Regions from separate parts of the Sus scrofa genome. Here regions 2 and 3 are each linked to region 1. Evidence: chromatin contacts called from public Hi-C and targeted proximity ligation data. All regions are on one chromosome and are shown on one strand. The core of a region is the stretch at or near the end of the contact, and the rest is flanking DNA. Distances in the headings are between cores, read along the strand shown. Region 1 overlaps BABAM2 (BRCA1-A complex subunit BRE). Region 2 has its middle 36 kb from the start of SUPT7L. Region 3 has its middle 11 kb from the start of MRPL33.

Evidence for each region. A called contact is a pair of places that touch in the nucleus more often than the background predicts.
Region 2: a targeted proximity ligation map of skeletal muscle shows a contact between it and region 1. A contact is called at or near these places in 3 of 47 Hi-C or Micro-C datasets (embryonic fibroblasts, fibroblasts and skeletal muscle) and 2 of 2 datasets of targeted methods (alveolar macrophages and skeletal muscle).
Region 3: a contact with region 1 is called in a Hi-C map of skeletal muscle, with 5 times the contacts expected there. A contact is called at or near these places in 1 of 5 promoter capture datasets (fetal liver), 1 of 47 Hi-C or Micro-C datasets (skeletal muscle) and 1 of 2 datasets of targeted methods (alveolar macrophages).

The regions. Positions count from the first base shown.
Region 1 is chr3:111,081,862-111,084,849 of Sscrofa11.1, reverse strand. The region is part of intron 7 of BABAM2 (BRCA1-A complex subunit BRE); the gene reads left to right. Among named protein-coding and RNA genes, the nearest start is that of FOSL2, 240 kb to the right of the region's middle.
Region 2 is chr3:111,494,373-111,497,360 of Sscrofa11.1, reverse strand. No RefSeq gene overlaps it. Among named protein-coding and RNA genes, the nearest start is that of SUPT7L, 36 kb to the left of the region's middle.
Region 3 is chr3:111,448,094-111,451,081 of Sscrofa11.1, reverse strand. No RefSeq gene overlaps it. Among named protein-coding and RNA genes, the nearest start is that of MRPL33, 11 kb to the right of the region's middle.

The sequences.
Region 1 (2,988 bases), core at 225-2,724:
TGCCACAGCCAGGTTATCGGGATTGGTTGTTAAGCTTACTCATTTTTCAAGTGTGGGCAGCCTCCCACTTAAAAGTTACATTTCAAATTGTATGCGTATGTTGATTCTTTGGACTCTGGGACACGTTTTGCCATGGAAACCATTCAGTACATAGTTAGGTTACCAAGGAAACGGGGTAGACGCAAGCCATGGTGCCTGCCGTGCATATCACCGCATTCTCAGGGCGAGAACTCAGCCCTTTTTCTTTCTCCGCAGTGGCTGTCACTTGTACAGCTCGCTGAGTTGGGGGAGGGCAGGGAGCCCAGTTCAAGTCCTGTGACCGGATCCCTCCCAGTACAAGTCCATACACCAAGAGGCCCCAAACAAAGCTGAGGCCTGTCTCCTCTCTACAAGGTATAAATGCAGGGAAATGACAGCAGAGCTGTGGTTCAGCTCTGGTTTGTTATCTGGATCCGCGGGAAGCAACTTTCCTGTATTGCTTACGAAACCCACTCCCCGGGGGAACTGTGGAGCCGGTGAATGCCGAGTGGGTAGAGTACTTTCTTTGCTTCCTGATAGTCTCAAGTGTCCTTGCAATAAATGCCCTGTCCCTGTAAGTCGTCCGTGAGGGCCCTATGTCACCCAGAGAAAGCCCACTGGCTGCCAACCAGACAGGGGGCCAGTCCACAAAAGCTCATTTCTCCATAATCTAGGTTCTTGAGTATGAATTGCATTTCTGTATCATTTGTCACTTCTTCCAGTAAAGATAGGAATTGAGAAACTTCTAGACCCCTTGCGCTGTTCTAGAGACAAGCATGGTAAGAGTACTGTTGTTGTGTTTTTATTGTCTTTTTTGAACGTAGGCTGACTCTAACATAAGTGTTTATGATGCCTGTCTGTCACCGGCCCTGTCCCCTGGCCTGGTGGATTAGGGTCGACCTGGCAGGCACTGGGTACCTAGTACTCAGCCCTTCCTTGGTACTTCCTTGGCATCGTGCCTTGGTGTCCTCTAGTCAGGGCAGTGACTTCCATCTTCCTGTCTTGTCATCACCCTTGCTGGCTTAGGAACAGTATTTTCACTTTGCATGCATATTGCACTCAATATTTTATTTTATTTTTTCCTCTTTGTTTCGTTTTTCTCTTTTTCCTTTTTGTACTCACTACTTTAGAAGTGCATCCTCTGCTCTTAGCTTTGTAGGCTAGTGAGACAGGTATGGCTATCCCCATTTTTCGGAGTTAAAATCAGGACTCAGATACCTTAAAGGACCCTTTCCCGGCAGGTCTGGAGCTAGAACGCAGTCCTCTGGGGCCCAGGCTCCTCATGCTCTTCCCTCGAGGGCCTCGGGGACTGCCTGTGCTGCCCCTGCTTCCTTTAGCTCTGCCTAGCCCTCGCTCTTGAACTTCTTTGGATTTTTGCTTCAGCCCTAAACACCCCTAGTAGAGAACTAAGCTTCCGTCTCTGGCTGCTCTAGTCAGTGTGCTTGGCACTTGGGCCCTGGCCTATGTCTTCCTTCACCAAATTGGCACCCTAGGACAGGCTCCTGCCATAACGTACTTATTAGTGAACTGGTACCTTTGCACATTTTATAAAGCGAATTAATGCCTTCAGGTGTTCATCTTGATGGTTAATAATCATATTTTGTTTTATGTAGTGTCTTTTCGTCAAAAGCATATATTATCTTCCATTATGTAGGGGAGGTGAACTAGTTAAATCATGTGTCCAAAATCTTAGCAGTAACAGCAAAAGAAGAAGGGAGAAAGGAACGCGTTTCTTTGAGGAGCTCGTGTGAACCAGACACTGACCTGGGAGCTTTAAATATATGATCTCATTTCGTCCTGGCAAGAGCCCCGTGATGTTTTCTGTTTTATAGGTGAAGGGACTGCTGGCCAGACAAGCTAAGTAACTTACACCGCAAGGAAAAAGTAGAGGGAAATTAACATCCAGCCTTCTCCGACTCAGGCTCGTGTTCCACCTACTAGCCCACAGAATAGCTTCCTCCTGGGCAAAGGGTGCCATTTGCAGGGCTTATAGGACAAACCAAAGAGTGTCTTGGACACAGGGTGACACAGTGGGAAAGGAGGGAAGCTGGCGGACAGCGATTTCTTTTTCCTGACAATCCCCAGAAAGGAGCTCCTTTCTCTTTGGTCCAAAGACCATGGATCTTTCGGCAAATGCCCTGATGCAAGTTTGAGCCTGTACCTTAGCTGAACCAGGGTAAATTAGCCAAGAGCAATGGGTAAGCGCCTGAGTGGCTGTCAGAGAAGGGCCTGTTCAAAGCCACCACCCGTGCCAAGCAGTTAGAAAGCGGCTTGGAAGGAGCGGTGCTTCTCGCTTGGAAAGGCAGGGAGACCTGGGGAAAGAGGACCGGGCTCGGAAGGCAGGAGGACTGGGTCGTAGCCCTGGTGGCTACTTCTAAGTGGAGCCGTGTGGCTTTTGGTTAGTAAGTCATCTTGCCTGGCTGGCTTCCAGTTCTCTTACCTGTAAAACATGGGAACTGAACTAACTGGAGCTTATCATCTTAAACTTTTCTTTATCATATTGGAGGGAAAAGAATCTTTAGCAAACAGGACTGTGGCGATGAGGAAAAACCTCTCACTACTCACTGCCCTTGCCCATTACAGTTTTGGGTGGGAGCCTCCTGCGAATAGCGCCCAGGGTTCTGACTCTTTTAAAGAAAATAGGGGGCCTTGGAAGGTAGCTGGAGTGGGTGAAATAGTTATTGATTAATGAATGACAGGTGGATAGTGTTTAGGGTCTTTAAAGATGCCTGCGACATGGGGTTTTGCTATGTAGGTTTTAAAGAAAACGCATGCCGAGGTTTTGAAATGGTATTTGCAGCTCTTCTCGTTGCTCAGTGACTTGCGATGCCTTGTTTATGCCACTTGATCCAGGCCGATTGGCTGCTCTTGAGGAGCGGAATAACTAAGAAAGAAGGATAATGGCATACTTTTCCACTGGACAGTCAGATCTTTCTACAGTAGTTCTTTTTTTTTTTTAATGGCTGTACC
Region 2 (2,988 bases), core at 156-2,655, 410 kb before region 1:
GATATTTTGATATATCACTCATTTCCAAACTCTGAATTTTTATTTATCAGACTTAAAAGGTAAAAAGAGGAGACACTATCACCTCTGTTTAAGGAAACTGAGGCTCAGAAACCGGAAGAGACTTGCTCAAAGGCATGCCAAGTTCATGGTGGAACCACGATTCCAGATCCTCTGCTTATTCCTTCTAGTTTTCAGTAGTTTATGTTTGTAAGCTTTGCGAGTTTCTGGAGCAAAGACTACATCTGGTTCCTCTTTTTGTCTTGGAATGGTGCTCCCTTAATCTTGAGGGCTCTGAGTGGGTGTGCTGTATAAGGTTCTGCCCTTTAGGAGTTGGATTCCATGATCTCTCTCTTATCCCTCCTGATTCAGTAATTCTGTGATTTGGAGGCACAGCCCTAACAATGACAGTGGCAGCCCTGAGTGATCCTACTGGCAGAGCATTTCAACAAGGGCAGCCACTTGGCTACCAGCCTATAAAGATCTATCGTTAGCAATGCCGCGAGGGCGGGGGACATTTGGGCAGTTTCTCAAATTGCGCAGCCTTATGGGAATTGCCTTTAGGGGAGGAGAATGAAAAAATATCTAATTTTAGCAGTTACGTATAGGAATATATACTTACGTACACACATGTATATGTATGGTGTAGAATGTGGTGAAAAAAATTTTTTTTTTTTTTTTTTTGCCACACTTTTGGCATGTGGAAGTTCCGCTTCAGAGCCAGGGATCAAACCTGCGCCACAGCTATACCAGAGCCGCAGCAGTGACAATGCCAGATCCTTAACCCACTGAGCACCAGGGAGCTCCTTTCTTTTTTCTTTTTCTTTTTTTTTTTTTCCCCCCTGAGGTCAATTTTTAAAGTGAGTTTATTTGAAGAAGAACATGAAGCCAATAATGCACGGTGGCCTGCAACACGGTACCAAGTGTAAAGGAGGTGTACCAATGAGTGAAGTTGAAGGAACTGTGGTGAGGTGGGAAGGTGTTGTAACTAGAGTCACAAAACTAATCTGAAGTCTGGCTCTGTCACCCAAGCCATGTAACCCTGATTAAGTTGCTGACTATACACAAGTCTCAGTTTTCGCATCTGTAAAGTCAGAAAAGAATTCTTGCCCCCCTTAACACATGTGAGAATACATGAAAGCACACGGAAGCCTGGAGGACTGTGCAGGTGTCCACTGGAGCTAATACTCCCATTCCCACTTCCACCAGGGTCTTTCGGGACCTCTTCACCATCACAGAGGATGCCTCCCAACTAGGGTCTGTCTCCCAGATCCCCAGGACCAAATCCAGTTCAGTTTGTTGTCCACACCTGGGTCTGCCATTCTGCGAGGAGGAGGAGGAGGAGGGAGGGGCTGGAGAAACCCTGGAATGAGTCCGGGAACAAGTCCCAACACATCACTGTTTGCTTTGTCATCCTGGTTCAATGACCTCATACAAGGAAGGGAGGGAGCGGAGGGAGCTGTTCTCTTCCAGATACCTAAGGAGGCTTCTGACATCTACTCTTTCCCTTGTCATGAGAAGAGCAGGCGCCAGGCTGTGATTTTTAAGGTCTGAGCTAATCTTGGCAATGAAAGAGAATGGCACCTCCCACAGCTGGCCAGACGAGGCTTCTTGCGGAGCTGCCTGGAGCAAAGGGGCAGGGGGGCTGCCGTGGGTGTTGGAATCCAGGCTGTTACCCCTGCTCCCTGGAGGGGCTCCGGAATACACAGCCCTGTCCCCAAGTCCTGACCAGCCTTAGTGCTACTTGGGTGCGTGCAAGGCACTGGCATGTCTCCCGGTTGAGGATAAAGAGCCCAGGGAGGACAGCTTTGAGTTGTTCCGAATCTAGTGCCTATGGGACAGCCAACTGGGGTGGACAGTAGCTTCAGCGACCCCAGTGTCATCATCCTCACATACTCCTACATCTTCACACACAATATTCAATGAGGACTTTCTGAGCACCTACTGTGTACTAAGCCTTTTGGGGAAATGAGACAGCCAGCACCTGCACCCAAAGGCTATGTAGGATCTCAGAGTCACCTTTTTACCACTGGGATTCCTTTTGTCATCCTTACCCCAGCCCTTCTGCCATCCTTAATTAATGAATAATTAAGGTGTAAATAAATTATGTTGTCAGCCAGACAAATTGCATTTTTACGGGGGTCCTTTCCAAGTTTTTTGTAGCCAGATATTTATGTAACTGCAGATAAGTACTTCTGCTCAACAATAACTAACAGGGCTATACTGAGCTAGTATCCAGTCTGACAAAAGCAACAAAATTTAGCATTGTAGCTATCCTGATTATCCTGGTTGGGCTCTTTAAATTTTTAAAAAGTAGCCGGCAGACTCCCTGGGGAGTCCATTCAAGGTTTTAGATAGAGGTGGTGACATGACACCTGGGTTTTGAAGGACAAACAGGAGCTCACAATCAGGGAGAAAGATTACTGCAGGCAGAGGGGGCAGAAGGATCCAGGTGCTGGGCCCAGTGCCTCCATACCCGGGCTGGTCAGGTGGATCAGGCTGTGGCTTGAACTCAGAGGGTGGAAGCTGGGGTTTGGAACAGAGCTGATGAGGGTGCAGCTGAGAACCAGGAGTCTTACAGGTGAATGTTCTAGTCTGGTCACATGCTGGTTCTGGAAAGACTGAGGCAGGAAACCCCATTAAAGTCCCTTTGGTTCCTGAGGGCAGGAGGGAAAAAGATCGCAAAGGACAAGCCAAAAAGTTAGTCTCCCACCCTGGCTGCCCCGCCCTTTAGCTCCGAGAGCAAACCATTTTTTTGTGATTTTTTGGCTCATCTTGTAAATGTTCCAGAGTCAGAACAGGCTGTGCCATGGCTGAACAAACCTGTTGAACAAATAAACAAGGCAGGCTTCAGGGCTAGGAAAGCACTAGACGTGGGCCCCCATCCAACCAGGTCCATGGGTTCTGGCAAGTCTGTCCCGAGGCTCTTCCTTTGACTGTGACAGGTGGGAGTGTGGGACTTTGGGGTCCTTGTGGCTCTGTGATCTAAGC
Region 3 (2,988 bases), core at 237-2,736, 370 kb before region 1:
TGTGGATCCCGATTTTTCCCTTTTGGCCGCACACCATGTTTCATCAAAACCATCTGAATCCTTCAAACCTCTTGCTTCACAGACAGAGATATGTTGCAATTACCCCAGTTTGGGTAAAGTTGACCCAGGAACTTAGGGAGAGTCCCCAGGATCTCACCGCCCGCCTTCTGCCTGCAGGCGAACATCAGGGCAGCCATGTTGGAACCCAGCCCTGTTCTGTTGGCTGCCGTCTTGAGGCTGGAGAGGGACCCTCAGGTACTAATGGCCCTATAGGCATCCTTTTCCTTCTCTTTCCCTGTTCTCACTCCTGGGATCAAGACCCCGAGGCACAGGTAGTTCCAGCCTTTCTTCCCTTCCAGCTTTCTAAGGGAGGATTCTGAGCTGCTTGGCTCCCCTGCCCCCATTTCTTACGGCTGAATTAGATGATGGCTGTGATGGAAGGATGCTAGAAGTCAGACACTTAATCTGCGTAAGAAAACATGGGAAGCTGCTCTCTGGAGAGAGAATGGGCTGGGTATAGCTGTTGAGTGGGAATTTGGGTGAGAAAAATGGCTATTTTAAGAAACGTCTTGGAGTTCCCATTATGGCTCAGTGGGTTGAGAACCCGACTAGTCTCTGTGAGGATGTGGGTTGGATCCCAGGCCTTGCTCAGTGGGTTAAGGGTCCAGTGTTGCCAAAGTGAGGTGTAGGTAGCAGATGCAGCTTGGGTCTGGCATTGCTGTGTCTGTGGTGTAGGCCGGCAGCTGCAGCTATGATTTGACTCTTAGCCTGGGAACTTCCATATCTACAGTGTAGCCCTAAAAAGGAAGAAATGAAAAGAAACTTCTCAAAGAATTACAGTATTTTTAAGGCATTTGCAGATCAATTTATATTTCTTTTGCATAGATACCATGTGAAGATGGAACTTCTTATGGTAGAAAAGGGGCTCAGTTTTATTCAAATTACATTTCAAATAATTCTCTGAGGAAAAAAAGTGATTTGGGTAGAAAAACCCAAGTGCTGATTTTATAGTGGGCTTTCTGAATTTGCATGGTCTTGGAACCGGACTGTGAAGGGGGGGCCTGTCATGAAATCTTATCAAGTGGGTGCCCTTGGACTTGTCGGTGAAGCTGAGGTTTCTTTTGGGGTGATTTCATGCAAAGAGCAAACTCCAGTGCTGGAGTAAGTTGACACCAAACTTTAATCTCTTTCCTCACTTTAGTTTGAAAATGGTCTAGATTGCTAACATAGAGGAGATCATTGTGCGGGCCCTTGCTCCTTGGGTGCCAGACTGATGTTCTAATGCCATTTGATATGCCTCCCGGCTGAATGACTCAGCCCTGGCCTCAAGGACCCTCCGCAGGCTCTCCCTCCCTCAGGGGTGCAGGTGTGTCCCCACCTCGCTCAGAGGCCAGGAAACTAACCACAATCTCCTGGCTAGAGACGCAGGCTTCTGCCTTGGAGGCAAAACAGGGTGAAACACAGGCAGGCAGGATCCCAAACCACAGAAGCTCAAGTGAGGTCATCCTTGTGAACCTGACAACTCCCTGTCTCTCTCGGTCAACAAAAAGAAACATAGACCCATTCAAAAATGGCTCTGAAAGACAGAGAATGCGCATGGCTATGGCAACTTGCCACTGGATGCTATTCCAAAGCAACTGAGAAAGTTAATTAGCCATCCTTTCACAAGCCAAGAAAAGTGCAATGATACGTTCACACCACCTTATAGCAGGACAGTTGAGTACAGGAGCTTAAATCACTTTTCTGGCAGCCAGTGAGTACAACGTCTGATGGCGTGTTCCCTTCTCATATGCACCTGGCAACTCGAGGCACCACGTGCTGGGCAGGAACCAGGCTTCCAGGAGATGTGGCAGAGACGTTGGCAGGATTGTCCCTCTGTGGGACAGCCTCTCTGAGACGGTTAGGAAATAGGTGGAAGGTGAGGTTGAGGGAGGCGGGAAGTCATGATGGAAAATGATTATGCCTTTGAAAGTAGTTATTCATGGAAACTTTTTAGCTTAAATGTGGACCCCAGAGTTCCTGTAGTGGCTCAGTGGAAACGAATCTGACTAGTATCCATGAGGGTTCGGGTTTGATTCCTGGCCCCGCTCAGTGGGTTAAGGTTCAGGTGTTGCTGTGAGCTGTGGTATAGGTTGCAGATGCAGCTCAGTCTGGCCTTGCTGTGGCTGTGAGTTTTGACCCCTAGCCTGGAAACCTCCATATATGGTGGGTATGGCCCTAAAAAGCAAAAAAACAAAAACAAATCAAAAGTGTACCCCAGTCCAAGGCGGAGGTAGATAGATGAGCCATTGGGAATGCATGATATCTACTTACTCGGTTCACTTGCAGGAATCAAGCAAATGAAATTGATGACAAAAATGGCCCTGCTTTGGGAGGCATTCTCTCATATTCACAATGTATTTAAATAATCATTAGGACAAAGGGCCTGGCATTTCGAAGACTCTGTCAGAAATATGCAGCCCAATTTGTCCCAGGGCAGGATGAGAATGGATTTATTTTGGTTGAAATCCTAACTTCTATTGTCAAGATTATGCATAAAGTCTGGATAATGCTACACAATTGGAAAAAAAAAAAGGAAAAACTTTCTTTTCGAGACTGGAACCCCTGAAGACTAGAAATAAGATCATGATTTATAGATCTGTTTCTCTATGGTGATTTAATAGGAAACATTGTTTGTCCTTTGTAGGCTTTAATGTTTCCCCAACCCATAAGAGCCCTATTAGTTGCCTTTGCCCAGTGGGTTGGTCTTACTGACATCTGCTTTAAATAGAAAAGAGGGAATAGTAGGATTGATGCTGAGTGTATTAAATTCTACCCATTATAAACATGTTTGCGGCAGCTTCATGGAATCCCTCCTCCAGACCAAATGAGTTATTTCCAGAGCTGGGGCTCCGCTGGCCACCCATATATCCCACTGGTTGACTCAGCCTCTCATTCTTGTAGCAGACGCACTTGAGAAAGGCCAGTGTATTTCTTGGCTGAATTTCC